2 separate regions of the Mus musculus genome follow, and region 1 is linked to region 2. A link is a contact called in public Hi-C data. All regions are on one chromosome and are shown on one strand. The core of a region is the stretch at or near the end of the contact, and the rest is flanking DNA. Distances in the headings are between cores, read along the strand shown.

The links. A called contact is a pair of places that touch in the nucleus more often than the background predicts.
Region 1: a Hi-C map of liver shows a contact between it and region 2, with 2.3 times the contacts expected there. The contact joins two enhancer-like sites.

What each region holds. Positions count from the first base shown.
Region 1 is chr4:151,803,215-151,810,270 of GRCm38.p6, reverse strand. The region is part of intron 3 of Camta1 (calmodulin binding transcription activator 1); the gene reads left to right. Among named protein-coding and RNA genes, the nearest start is that of Gm42357, 35 kb to the left of the region's middle. Within about 2 kb of position 4,955, at least 18 of the 459 cell types and tissues checked have an H3K27ac peak or open chromatin away from gene starts, as enhancers often do. A contact at or near this core is called in liver, where this site is marked.
Region 2 is chr4:151,410,201-151,417,285 of GRCm38.p6, reverse strand. All of the region lies in intron 5 of Camta1 (calmodulin binding transcription activator 1), which reads left to right. Among named protein-coding and RNA genes, the nearest start is that of Gm30344, 42 kb to the left of the region's middle. Within about 2 kb of position 1,320, at least 11 of the 459 cell types and tissues checked have an H3K27ac peak or open chromatin away from gene starts, as enhancers often do. A contact at or near this core is called in liver, where this site is marked.

The DNA.
Region 1 (7,056 bases), core at 3,706-6,205, 390 kb before region 2:
CCACTATCTTTATAACACTAGTAATAAGTAATTATTACTAATTAGTTCCAGTTACAACTGTAGTTCTGCACAGATAACTAACAGAAAGTGTAGTAAAGCCGGCTATTTGCCATAGTAGAAAAGCACATTATTTAGAAGAAAATTTGAAGCAGTACAATCCATGCCAGAGAAGCAAACAGCAGGATATACCGTATTTATTAACTAGAAAATGCACTTTTTAAAGATGTTGACTGTTTGCAAACTCTATGCATTTGACATAGTATCAGGCAATGCCATCAGACTTTTCGGGGGACAATGGAGTGGTTGAAATTGACAAATGGATGTTAAAATGTCTGTGGAGATAGAAAAGGCTAGGCTGAGCTTATGAAGAACAAAGTATATAGACTTATGCTTCAGGATAGCAAGACTTGCTATAAACTAGTGAAAATATGACCTAGTAAGGAGAACAGTAGTCCACTGGACAAAGTGATCTCTAAAGAGATCCACACACCTGCACAGAAACTAGAATGATCACACGGGTGTCCTGCAGTGCAGCAGAGAAAGAACACACTGCAGTAAATGGTGTTGGGTTGGTGATGTAGCTCATGTGTGGAACCTCGTCTAGCATGTATAAGGCTCAGGCTTGATCTTTAGAATTGCAAAAATAAATAAGTAAATTTGTGAGTAAATAATCAAAAAGAATGTTTGGTTAGTTGGTTACTTGGGATAAAGCAAAATGTGACTCCAGTCTTGCGCTGCATACAATTTCAGATTCCTGTCAGTCTGGATCCAGCCAAGGAAGAAGAGCTAATAATTTTAAAGAAGATTTTAGTATGAAGGGTTACTAACTATAAACAAGGGACTGAAGTGTCAAGGAGTGCCTAGTTATAAGTGAAGCTGACTGAAGAATATGAGGAGTAGTACACGCATGAACAGCTGATGGGCCCTTGTAGAGATTCAGATCATACCCAGAGAGCAGGCCTCTAGTTTATTGTACGGCAAAGATGTCCCTAGACACATGCTGCTGAGAATTGCCAGCCATGTGGTACAATCTCCAAGCCACAAGGCAGAGTGGCTGCACCTGCTGTAGGAGCTTGGATGTTGGAGAACAACTCACTAATAGCATGAACCCTCAGAAGGCTAGACCTATTAAGATGGCGAGTGGGTACAATGGGCAGATAGGACTGTGGTGACCCTAGACATTATGTATTAATTCAGTAACATGCTCTTCATGTGCCAGACTAGGCATCCAAGAGCAGACCACAGAGCAGACGCTGAATATAACTGTAGAGGTGAGTGAAGCCTGCTAACAGGGGCCAGCCAGTAACTTGACCAGTATTGACTAGTCTCTGGGAGGTATATGTCTGATAAGATAGAGTCGTCACCGAGGGGTCATCAGAGGGGAAGACGTGTATTTAGAAAGCCATTCAAAGGGATGCGAAGCCATTGAAGCTGTGAGGCATTAGCTCTGTGAGATGACTGATCCAGATAGAGGAAGCTTGTGGGGAGGCAGGGCTACAGTGTGGGAGAGCTTGTCCCATGTGGGCAAGAAGGGAGCATGGGACGTTAGAAAATAGAACCGAGTTGAACTGTGGCGGAATGGTCAGCAGCTCCTGGCCTTAAGCTACTGGAGGAACGGGATGTCCTACAGCAGGTCCCTACGATGGAGGGGTAGAGCTTTGCACTCTGCTTTAGGTGCTTCACTACCACTTGGCTGGCTTCCAGAGGCTGGAATACATTTGCAGGGATCTAGGGAAAACTGGCATGCTGGTACCAAGATGTCAGCATTGAAGCTAGGCATAACTGGATGCAACTGGGGATAGGATTTAGATATAGATTCCTGTAGCCCTGAAGTAGAAGTATGGCGCCTTGGAAGGGAGGGAGCTGTTGATGTTCCAAGTTTCGACTTCAGTTTTAGAGAGTGTGATGCTGGGTTTTCAGTGACCTTCTGTGGTGACGGTAAGTTACTTGTTCAAGCCAAAAAAATTAAAAATTAAAAAAAAAAAGGAAGAAGAAGGAATTTGGATTTGGAGCTGAAGAGCAAATAAAACTGAACCAGTTACAAAGGGAGCTAGAGGCAAGGAAATGATGAGAGTGCAGACCAAGGTACTTCCACAGGGCCTATGGGACAAAGCCTGTGTTTTCTTGGACAAATAGGAGATGTAACCAACCAGAAAAGAGGACATTCATTGGCTGAGCAAATATTTGAACCTTGTAGGCTAGGTATTATTCTGAGCCTTTGTGATATACAAGGCACAAACTCATTTCTGAAGGGGGAAACAGACAATAGGTAACCTGTTCAGTAGTTCGAGGAGGTGAACTCAGCAGCCTGAGTAGCATGGGAGACATATCAGGCTGGAGTTATACTCACTGTCTCCAGGCTCAGTAGAGCCTAGTGTGTGTTCTCTGTAGACAGTTATGGGAACAGTTAATGATACGTGGTCCCAGGAAATAGTTAAGAAGGAGATGTAGAGGAAAGAAAGGACGATTGTGAATGAGCATGCTGTTGTAGGGATATTCATACTGATGCCCAGAATGCCAGTCATGGCTAGGAGCCAGCAAGATGTGTCAGCAGGCTAAAACCCTTGTGTGTGAGCCTCATGAGAGAGTTCAATCCCAGGACTCCATAAAGGAGGAAGGTGAGAACGGACCCCACATCATTATCTCCCCCCCCACCCCCATATACACACAGCAATGTAAATAAACTTAGAAGAAGTGTAACTCCGTTTGTTCTGGATGGATCTAAGTGTCCATATGTGCTTTGGGTTTCAGGCATTCTTATTTCATGGCCCTGGCTTTATCTTCTGTTAGGCACTCTAGTGAAATGTCCAGATCTCACATTCTAGTGCTCCTTGAGGACCTTGCCTAACAGAGAGGTGGCTTTTCAGTAATTTAAACATGAAACTGCTCTTACATATTAAGGATCTTTATACCCTGTGTTGCTTATAACATTATTCTGCTTTGTGTGTGTGTGTGTGTGTGTGTGTGTGTGTGTGTGTGTGTGTGTGTATGCATACATGTTGTGCTTATTTTGTGGCAATTAAACTGTTTTAAGCTGCTTTTGAACTGTGGTGACTATATATTGACGTCACTCTTTAGATCAGTTAATAATCTATTTCTGTAGTGCGTATCTTCGTAGGCCTTTGCTGAGTTGAGCCTATGGGTGCTCTTTGCTTGAATGTATTGGAAGGCCATAATTCTTTTGAATTTAGGCAAGCTTGAGAAGGATTGTCTTTTATTTGCTGATGCTTTTCATGTGGAGATTGCACAATGCCCCGCATGACTTGACTGTAGCCTGAGACAGTCTGCTTCTGGCTGCTTATGCAGAATACTCTCTAGGCTGGGAGATTTTGGTGTTCATGTAAGGACTAGTAAGTCTTAGCTAAGAAGACTCCATGTTGTGTAAAAGGGAACCCATGGATCAGTCTGTTCTTTGCCACAGATTTTCTCTTTACTTCCTGAGACTGCTTTATTACATTTCATGATGTAAGGCCACTCACATGTGTGAGTGACTGGGGTGGAGGCCAATCATCAGAAACCCTAGCACACAGAGCTGTGGAGCCGCACACACTGACACTCTCTCGGATGACTGCACTTCCTAGTCCACTGTGTGAAATTTGATTTTGGGAAAGTTTATTCTAATTTTCTGTTACTGTAGTAAAATGCCTAAGGCTAGGAACTTTACAGTAAGAGTTCTTTAACTTACAGTTTGGGAGGCTAACAGTTTAAGATCAGATGGCTTCCTGGCTTAGCCTCTGGTGAGAGTCTGATGGTTGATTTCAGGAGTACATGTGGAGGAGAAACTGGGTCTCAAAATAAGCCAGAGAGGCTGGGCTAGTCCAAGAACCCACCAGGATCTCTTTATAGGTATGCTGATTGTTGCTCCAGGGACCTGTCTGGCTCTAATCCAAGGACTTTGTTCTAGGTTCCACCTCACAGAGGCTACACACCGTTACCCCTGAGAGCCAGACTTGTGATACAGAGCTTTTGGGGGGAGAGTTTAAAACATATCTAAGCCATAATAATGCCCTTTTGGGGATTTAAGTGATGCTTGAGTAAGTCCTGTGTGCTCCTGTGGCACACAAGTTCGTACACACACACACACACACACACACACACACACCCCTACCTTGACTGGTTTCTCCTTATAACACAGAATATTATGGCCATTTTCCATGTTGCTACATATGTGTGGCTATGAATATGCATAATTGCAGAACAAGGATGTCCACAAAAACTTAGCAATCTCTATTTTGTTCTTACATCATGTTGGTTTGGATTTTTACCCTTAGATGTTTAATATAGCTGAGCCTTTTAAAAATAGCGCACTTAACATTCTGGTTCACATATTTTTGCATACTTCTGTAGTTAGGACAGATGTGCTTGTCAGAGGATAAATATTTGCCATGTAAAAATTTAACTCTCAGGAGTCAGATGTGAGGGTACAGGTTCCATGTGTCCTTAAGCACAACTGTGCTCTCCCTCAGGAGTCCTGCAGTCTGTTGGTGAGCGACTCCTACTTCCTTTGTTACCAGGAGACAGGGTCCCTCCGTGTAGCTCAGGCTGGCCTTGAACTCACAACCTCCTGCCTCAGCTTCGCAAGAGCTGGAATTATAGGTATGTGCCACTATGCCCGACTCCTTGTTTCCTTTAAATTTCATTTGTTTTTATGTTCTTGTGACTTAGCATTTTGGAACGGCTTGTGTAACTTGATATTATTTCCCTGAAGTTGGCTCTTCATTTTTCTTCCACAGTCCTTGCTTTCTAAGTGTTTTTCTTTAAGAAATATATATATGTATGTATGTATGTATGTATGTATGTATGTATGTATGTATATATACACACATACATATACACGCACACACACACGCGCGCAAACATGTATAGTTTTTCTTGTGCAAAGCACTTGTAGTTAATTGTTAGCTTTCTTAACGTGCTGGGTGCCAGCCCTGTGAACAGTGTACACTAACTTTGGCTCTTTCTGACTTTGGAAGCTAGCAGAAGGACTGCCTTGTAATGTGATTGGGTCATCTCTGCAGAGCCTCTCTTCTGTTTTCTCCTTAGGTGTTTAATGTACCTAAGCTCTTGAGAAGCCACATGAGCAGGGGGAGGCAGAGTTGTGATTTCATTTTCCTCCCAGACTACTACTTGTGCTGAGTTGTTGATTTTTCCCAGTCGACTTGAAATGCTGCAGTTACCTGTGCTGCTGTGCAGCCCTGGGCTCTGTGTGGACTGTCATCTGTGATCTGTTTACTTTGAGCTTCATGATGCTGTTTTCTTCCCTTACATAGTGACCCTCCCCTTTATTCTAACATAGAAAATTACTGGTCATTCTGCTTAGATACCTGTCAAAAAGAGAACATAGCTTTACAGTGTATATTCATTTTTTTGAATGAGTTCTAAGTTCCAGTAAATGAGCTCAAATGATCTTAGAAACTGTATTGTTGAGGAAAACTGAATTTAAAGCGGGTCTTGGCACTGATGAGAGGACTGGGTAGTTTCTGTCTTTGTTTCTATAGCCATCACTTCATTGCCTCTCACATCTTGCATATCACAAATATTGTTAGGTCTTGTGACGGCTGAAGGAATGTCCTTGGTCTAGTCTGGCTGCCTGGTTCCTCGTGAGGGTTTGAGGGAGGCACCAGCACCCACAGTCTCTCTGCTTAAACCATGCTCTCGTCCATGTACTCCTCTCCGAGTTCTGTTGTACAGAGATGGTCATGATGACCTGAGAGCTGTTCTGATGCTCAGACAGGCAGGTGTCTTTACATTTACACAACAGAAAATGTAGCGTCTTACCTGTTTCTGTGTACAGTACAGTATTTCAAAGTTCATTTTTATTGTGCAACCACCATCATCATCCAACTTTAGAAACTGAAACTCTGTCCTCATCACACATCCTGTCCTGTCCTGTCCCTGACACCTTCCATTCTGTCATCTGTGCATTTGCTGTTCCAGTGACCTTGTAAAGGGAATCAGGCAGTGTTATCTTTTTGTGTGTGACTGGTATAATGCTCTCAAAGTTTCTCCACCTTGTAGCATATGTTAGCATCCCTTTCCCTTCTGGCTTTAAAGATGTACTTTTATTCTTAATTGTGTATTTATTTTGAACTATTTGACCATGGGTTTGTGCACATGGGTGCAGGAGCCTGCAGAGGCCAGAAGAGATCATTAGTCCCCATCAGCTGCATATGTTAGCATCCCTTTCCCTTCTGGCTTTAAAGATGTACTTTTATTTTTAATTGTGTATTTATTTTGAACTATTTGACCATGGGTTTGTGCACATGGGTGCAGGAGCCTGCAGAGGCCAGAAGAGATCATTAGTCCCCATCAGCTGGACTTAGAGGTGGTTGTGAGCTGCTGTACAGGGTGCTGGGACCTGACTTGGGTCTTTTATAAGAACAATTTGTGCTCTTAACTTCTGAGGCATCTCTCCAGACTCCTTCCTTTTTAAAACCGAGTGGCATTCTATTATGTAGATAACGCATGGTGCCTCTGTATGGTTTCTATAATGCTGCTATGAACATGGGTTTGCAAATTTGAGATCCAGACTTCTTGCTACGCTAACTTCTCATTTTTCATTTGTAATTCAAGCATTTCAGTTTGAACCTAGCTTCCGTTATTCTGTAGCACCTTCTTTCTTGGATCATTAGTGATCCAGAGTTCTAACAAGCCAGGCATGTGATTTACACCTGTGAGCCCAGTCCCTGAGGAGTTGGAGGTAGGAGGATTGTTGTGAGTTCTAGGCCAACATGGGCTATGTAGCAAACTTGGGTCTCAGCAACTGTAACAACAATAACCTCACCACAGGTCTCAGATCAAATTGCCACCAACACCATCTTAACTCCAAGAGCAGCAGCCGAGTTCCATACCAGGAACAAAGCACAGTGCTCACACCAGCCCTCCCAGCTCTTGGATGGTTTGCCCTTTTCTGTTCTTTGCTGGATGCTCCTCTTACTCTCTTCTTCCTGGATTTAAAGATGGAATTTTCTCAGGTCTTGACTGTATGCCTTTTGTCTGGTACTATTAAATGTGGACATTACTTGCTGCCTCCCTCCACCCCAAAAAAGAGAGCCA
Region 2 (7,085 bases), core at 71-2,570:
GGTACCCAGGTTCCCCCAACATGTTACCCAGCACCCCCTCATAGTACCCAGTATCCCCCCACATGTTACCCAGCACCTCCCCCACATGGTACCCAGCACCCCCATATACACATGGTATCCAACACCTCCCCCACATGTTACCCAGCACCCCCATGTTACCCAGCACCTCCCCCACACATTACCCAGCAACACCCCCACATTTCTTAGCACCCCACATGTTACCCAGTAGCCCCCCACATGTTACCCAGCACCCTCCACATGTTACCCAGCACATCTCCCCAATAGCCTCCAAGTCCAAAGCTCTTGATCACAAGTGTGTTCCCAGCTCTCCCTAGAGAGATGTGCCCTGAAATTCATCTCTATCTCCATCCTGCTCCCAAGACCACTCCTCCATTTGCTTTTCTGTTCATATATGTAAGTCCAAGAAGGAAGATGTAGCCTTCTAGTTACTGCCTAGCAGTTGTTATGTGATGCCAGGGGCAACAGCCGGTAGACAGACCTCAACATCCCAATGCCAGGGGCAACAGCCCTCATCCTGATCTCAGCATCCCAATGCCAGGGGCAACAGCCCTCATCCTGACCTCAGCATCCTGCCAGCAGCCCCATCTTCTTTTTGTTACTGTTTACAGTGGTGGGTCTCATTGTGGCATTTTATACATTTTATTCATGGTTTCAGTTCATCTCCCTCTCTCTGCCTAACTCTATTTCCCTGCCTCCTCCTTGCTAATCACCCTCCTCCCCACAAATAGTGCTCCCCTTTGGTGTCACATCACATACTCCATTTCCCTCTTTTCATACCCTCCCCTCCCCCCCCCCCCACAACTTCATCTCTTCTCCCATAGTCCTTTGCTGCTTTTCACACACACACACACACATACACACACACACACACTTTCATATGAGAGGAAACATGGTGTATGATTTTTTTTTTCAAGCCTGGCTTATCTCACTTAACACAATTCCCAGTTCCATATATTTTCCTGTGAATGTCATGACTCATTTTGCTTTATTGCTGTATGAAATTCCACTGTGTATACGTAGCATATATTATATATCCGTTCATCAGTTGATGGGCACCTTAGCTGGCTCCCTTTCTTAGCTGCTGCAAACAGCAGGGCAATAAATACAGACATGTGTCTTGGCAGTTTGCTGACCTAGAGACCCTCTGTGGATCCACTTCCTGTTATTCTTCCTGCATGCCCTGGGCTTTCAGCCTTGGCTTCTGGCCTATAAAACCCAAGTCTGAATGTCACCTGCTCTCTATGGCTTGGTGATCTAGACAAGGCAGTGTACACAGTACAGAGCAGGACCTGGCCTGAACCCAGAGCTCAGGAGCCTTGCCCACATGCATACCATTCCCACTTCCCAATTACAACCGTGGCCTGTCAGTGCCACAGAGCGGAGATGTAAACGCCTCCACTGAGCTTTGCCTGCTGACTTGTGCCTCTTCGGTCACTGCTCCCCCTTAGGGGAGGCCCGCCGTGTTTCTTTGGGTTTGAGTAGTGATGCCCGCAGATCTGGGCGTGTGATAAACCACCTCGAATAGCTGAAGAAGATCCGCAAGTGATCCGCCTTTGTGAGGTGGAGAGTGTGGATTGAGAAGAGCGTCCCGGGCTGCTTCCAGAGAGTCTCCATTTTATGAGCGTGTAGTCACCCAGGGAAAGCCCGCTCTGTAAAATTGATCAACAAATATTTGTGGAGTCCTTGCCATGCCACAGTCTGCTTGCCGGGGCTTAGACATGAGCAGACGCATCAGCAGCGCAGGAGAGAAGATTTTCCCCAGCTTCCTTCCCACAGTTGATGGGACGGTTCCATTTCTCAGGCTCTTGGACTGAGAACTTGAGTTGCTGTCTGCTGAATGCCACCCTCCGTCCCTCGCCACCTGGGCTTTCTGTGGACTCTCGCAGCACACCCTCCTGTAGAACAGTGTAAGCATGAGAAGAGGCAAGTGAGACCCCAAACGTCCCAGCGGTCTCCATGGGAGGACACTTGGGGGCTTGAAGGAAGCCCGTTTTACAAAGGGAAAATAAAAGTCACTGAGAGCACGCACCCATTTCTATGCAACACATGAGAGTTGAGGCTCGGGCGGCAGCAGCATAGCATTGCTCTGACAGGGAGCCCACAGCTGTCTGTTGTGGACTTGTAGATAAGACCTTGGTAAATTTTAACCATACTGGGAGGAGTTGGACTGAGCTGAGTTGGAGTGCACCAGAAGATATAGTCAGCAGAACTTGTCAAGACCTTGGCTATGGAGTCTGAAGCCATGGCTCAGTGCTTAAGAGCACTGGCTGCGCTCCCAGAGGTTCCAGATTCTGTTCCTGGCACCCACATGGCGTCTCACAACCATTTGTAACTACATTTCTGGACATCGGAGGTCCTCTGAAGGTACCAGACATGCATGTGGTGCACATATAGGCATGTGGGTAAAACACGCACACATATAAAGTGAAGAAATTATGTTTTAAAAGAACCCAGGTTTGGTCTTAAGGGAGGAGGATGCATCAGAGACGATTCTGAAGTTGAGGAGGTAAGAAACTGGCTGAGTGGTGGTACCATGAGCAGGCTAGAGTACTATGGGAAGGGAAGACATTCTTTAGGGCATTGTAACAGTGACATCCAAGTACAGGAATTGAATAGCCCATTGGCTCTCCAAGTCTGAGGCTCCAGCGAGGGAGCATTCAGACCAGAGAGGCAGATGCTTGAAGTCATCGATCATGGATGACTACCAAAAGAAAGAGTATAAAGAAGGGAAAATGACCAAGGACCCAGGCTCGCACAGAAAACATTTAGCATTCAAGAAGAAAGGGAAAGTTGGCAAAGGAAATAGAGACACGGGGACTTAAGGAGGGGGAAAAAACCAGGGGACTGTCACTTGGAAGCCAAGTTCAGAGAGACTGCCAAGGTGGAAGGAGGGTTGATTGAACCAAACTTCTGATGACAATGGCTGAGGAGGGGGGAGGTGACCACCTGGGAAGATAACTCTGTAACATTGTAGTCTTAGAAAGATCCTGGCTTAATGATGATGTGCTTGCCTAGAAAGTCCATGGTCCAGGTCTCAGCCCCAGCACTGGAAAAACCCAAACACCCCTTTAAAAAGATTTATTTTTTTATTGTGTGTGTTTGTGCATGTGTGCAGACACGAGTGCAGGTGCCCTCAGTGGTCACAGGGGGACACATGCTGACCAGGCTCTCTACCACTGAGCTACTGTCAGCCCAGGGTCTTTGTTTTAAAGATTTCTTTTCTCAGTTGTTAATTGCCCCCCTCCCACCCCCACCACTCCCATCTGAAGCTTGGTATAGCTGAGCCTCCCTTCCCACTGTGTCTGTCCCTCTCTGAATTTGGCTTCTGGGATACTATAATCAGATCTCATAGAGTTAGAGTTACAAGTGATTGTCAGCCTTCTGATGTGGCGCGGGAACAGAACAATATCCTCTGCAAGCGCAGTACGTGCTTCTAACAGCTAGGCAACCTCCCCAGCGCCCCAAACCAACGAGCCAGAAAGAGCCCAACTTTGCAAAACCAAGCCCCTCCCCATCCGAAAGCCCCTTTTGATCTTGATTAAGAAATCTGGAGATCAATTCAACCTGGGTACATGATGATGCATGGCCAAGAGAGCTACTTTGGAAGGCAGATGTAGGGAGTCTGTTTTCCAGTAGGACATTGAGTCTGTTACTCAAACCAAAGGTCCTCTGAGGGACAGATTTGGGTTGAGTCTTTATTTTGCCATTTGAAGATTTCTGGCACCTTATTATGGTTAGTGGTCCTCGATCCCAAGGCGTGTCCTGTCTGGACTCTTGAGTGATCGTTCCATGTACATAGCAAAGGTTTTCTAATCCAGATAGGAAGGAATTCAAAGGTCCTCATTTCTACCCATGCTCAGCTTGGGTCTCTGCATGTGGGCAGCTTTGCCTTCTACCAGGTGCCTTCCAGGGACCTCCAGGCCATCCGTCTCTGCAGATCCTACTCTGTGGATCCCCCTACATACATCCCTCTCTGTAGAGCCCAAATGGGCAATGACCACCCCCAATTCTGATTTTTTTTTCTTTTCTGTGATTAGGCAGGCTACTGGCTTCAACTCTCCATGGAATGGTTCAGAAAACTGGGCAAACCTGGGGCGTACCCTGCGCTTTCTCTCTCACAGGCCCAGGGCCTGAAAAGTGTGTTCTCTGATAATAACATCTGCAGGGGGCTTTGCCAAGATCTGTGCTTGTCTGCAGAGGCAAGGCAGGTACTACAACAGTCCTTGCTGCAGATGGAGCCTCTGTCTCTGTCTCTCCATCCTTCCCCCCTCTGTCCCTCACTGTCTCTGTCTGTCTCTGTCCCTCTCTGTCTCTCTGTCTCTCTCTCTCTCTCTCTGAGTGTGTGTGTGTGTGTGTGTGTGTGTGTGTGTGCGCGCGCGTGCATTCGCGCACGTAAAAGCAAGACAGGTACTACACCAGTTCTCACTGCAGCTGGAGCCTGAGACTCTTTGATTTAATCTTTACAGCTCTTCCCATTTCCTGCAGCAGTGCCTTACAGGACAGCTCCATGTGCTTGCCTGTGTGTGCGTGCGTGCATGTATGAGTGTGAGTGGGCATGTGCATGTGTGTGTGTTGCGTGTGTGTCTTGGGATGTGGTTCGGGGTTTCGGGTTGAAATGAAGCCAGTGGAAATGATTTGTGACTGAAATGAACAAAGCCTGTTAGATTCTTCAGTTACAGTCATGGGAATTCTCAGGGAAAGAACACCAGGAATTCCCTGGGAAGTCCTGGGAGGGGGACGGCGAGCTATGGGGCTGAGGGCAAGGGTGGGCTCCTCCTGAGATACACAGGATAAGAGTCAAGACAGAATGGTGCCTGGTGCAGCAGCTAGGCTGTACCCCAGCCTCAGGCTCCCCCAGAGATGCCTGGTATGGCCTCTCACAGGTGACAGAACTCCCCACCTTCCTTCATTCTGAAGCTTCTATTGGTCCCACTGAAGCCCCTGAGGTCTCGAGAAATACGTTTCCTACTCTTAGACATAATAATTATGTCTTCTGGCTGAAAGTTGGGATTGCGAGGTGACCCACAGGGGGCCGGTTGGGGCAGCCTCCCTCCTGGAAATCTGTCCACACTGGTTCCTTTCTCCAGCTTCAAGAACACGACTTCCATACGCAGTACCTTGGGAAGGCACTGCTCCTTCATGGCACAGCAGTTGCATGAAGCAGTAGCTTCCTGGCTTTATGTAAAAGGTACTCTGTATGCTGGAAAACGTGATTGAAAGCCGCAGACCGCGCCATCTGAAATCATCTTTGCCTCTGCGCCGCAGACCGAGCCACCCGCAATCTCTTGCCTTTCCTTTTCATGTATGACTCAGTTGGAGCTATGCCGGGGGGGGGGAGGGTCCAGCCTGCCCCACTAATCCCTGCTTTCGCTGGAATTCTCCCACTTGTTTATGGTCTGGGCAATTTGCCTCCCGCTACCGTGTGACTCAGAACTATTTCCAATACCCGGAGCCTGCAGCTCCCCAGAGTCAACAGCTGGTGTGGGTGGGTCTCATTTGCCTGGAATCTTCCACCAAAGCCCTCCACCTCCGTCTCCTCCCTGGCTGCCTTAAGCAGCAGTGCCCTGCTCCAAAATGGAACAGGAGCCTGGTTCTCAGACCAGGCAGAGGGAGGCCCTAGGATGTCCCCATCCTGCTGGCTTCGAACACTTCTTTATTATTTTCTCATTTTGCTTTTATGCCTCCTTTGGATCAGGGCAGACCCTGGTTTTATTGTGGGGGCTCTACAGGGGGTAAATAACAGAAAATAATGGACATGAATTTAATCCTGGGGTCTTAGGAGGAACCCCGTGGTGCCATGTGGTGAAGGGTTCCCAGACGCCTCCGCGCCGCTCACTTTACAGAGAACTTAAGATCATTGGGACTTGGACTGACTGTTGTTCTTGTATCTCCAGTCATCATAATGTGGAATGAAGAAAAAAAAAAAAAGTCTGTTATGCATTTACTTTAGAATGAGGCAGCCACTGTGTGATTTCCATTTGAGTTTGCATTCTCTTTTAAAGACTCTCTTCACAATAAAGCTAGAGACTGCACGCCCCGTGACTCCCAGGCTCCCTTCTGGAAGCAGCTTCACCAGAGACTCACATGACTAAAGCTGGCTTCCATCCTCCAGGCCTGGAGGGAGCCACATGGTCTCTCCTTCCTTTCTTCTTCCTTTGCTCCTAGTCCACCCTGCTCTGGCTGCTCAACCCCACAGAACCCTTCGACATTGAATGCATCAGCAAATCAGTACCTCTAACTACAATAATAGTTTATAGCATCGGACCCGAAGCAGCGAAAGATTGTGAACGATTAGCCGACAGTAAGAGGAGACAAGTGGACTGGGGTTCTGTCATCGGTGGGTGACATGTTCATGCTCTCTTGGTCCAAAGTGATTCCCAAGCAACTTTATTTGACTAGACCGCGTTGCACTCAAAGTAAATATTAATTCCATTATGCCATAAACTTTTATTTATCATGACAGCAAGTCATAAAGTCCTCTTGCTAGAATATCGCTTTTAAATTGCGTATCATAGATGAGATACAGCACACATTGGATTCAAGCGGCAATTACCCACTATTCTTTATGCGAGCCCATGTTAAATGCACCTTCCGATAGGAGCCACAGCCCGAGCGTTTGCAGGGAGCCTTCCACGCCATTATTTGGGAACACAGATATATGAGTTGGTGTCACAGAGGAGCCCCCACAGCAGGGGCCGGCCCCCATGACCAAAGTACAGCAAGACACCTGGCATGAGAAGTGTTCTTTGCAGAGGGGCTGGCTTTTTAAATTACATAAACTGCTCATTAAAAGTGTCTGGCAATTGCCTTGCTCTGTGTTGTTAGGAGAAGCATGGGTTTTAATTATTCTTTTTTTTTTTTAATTCGTAGTGCAATTGGACTCGCTGAGAGTGATAGTTTGAAAATATGCACCCACTTTAATTGTACTGAGTGAAAACAGATGAATATTTATCAAACTGTTGGGAACTCTAAGGGGTCTTGTGGGTGACCATGGGGGCACCCCAGATGAGGTCTGGGGGAGTCTCTCCTGGCAAAGGGAAGATTCTGGTACTGCTTGACCAACA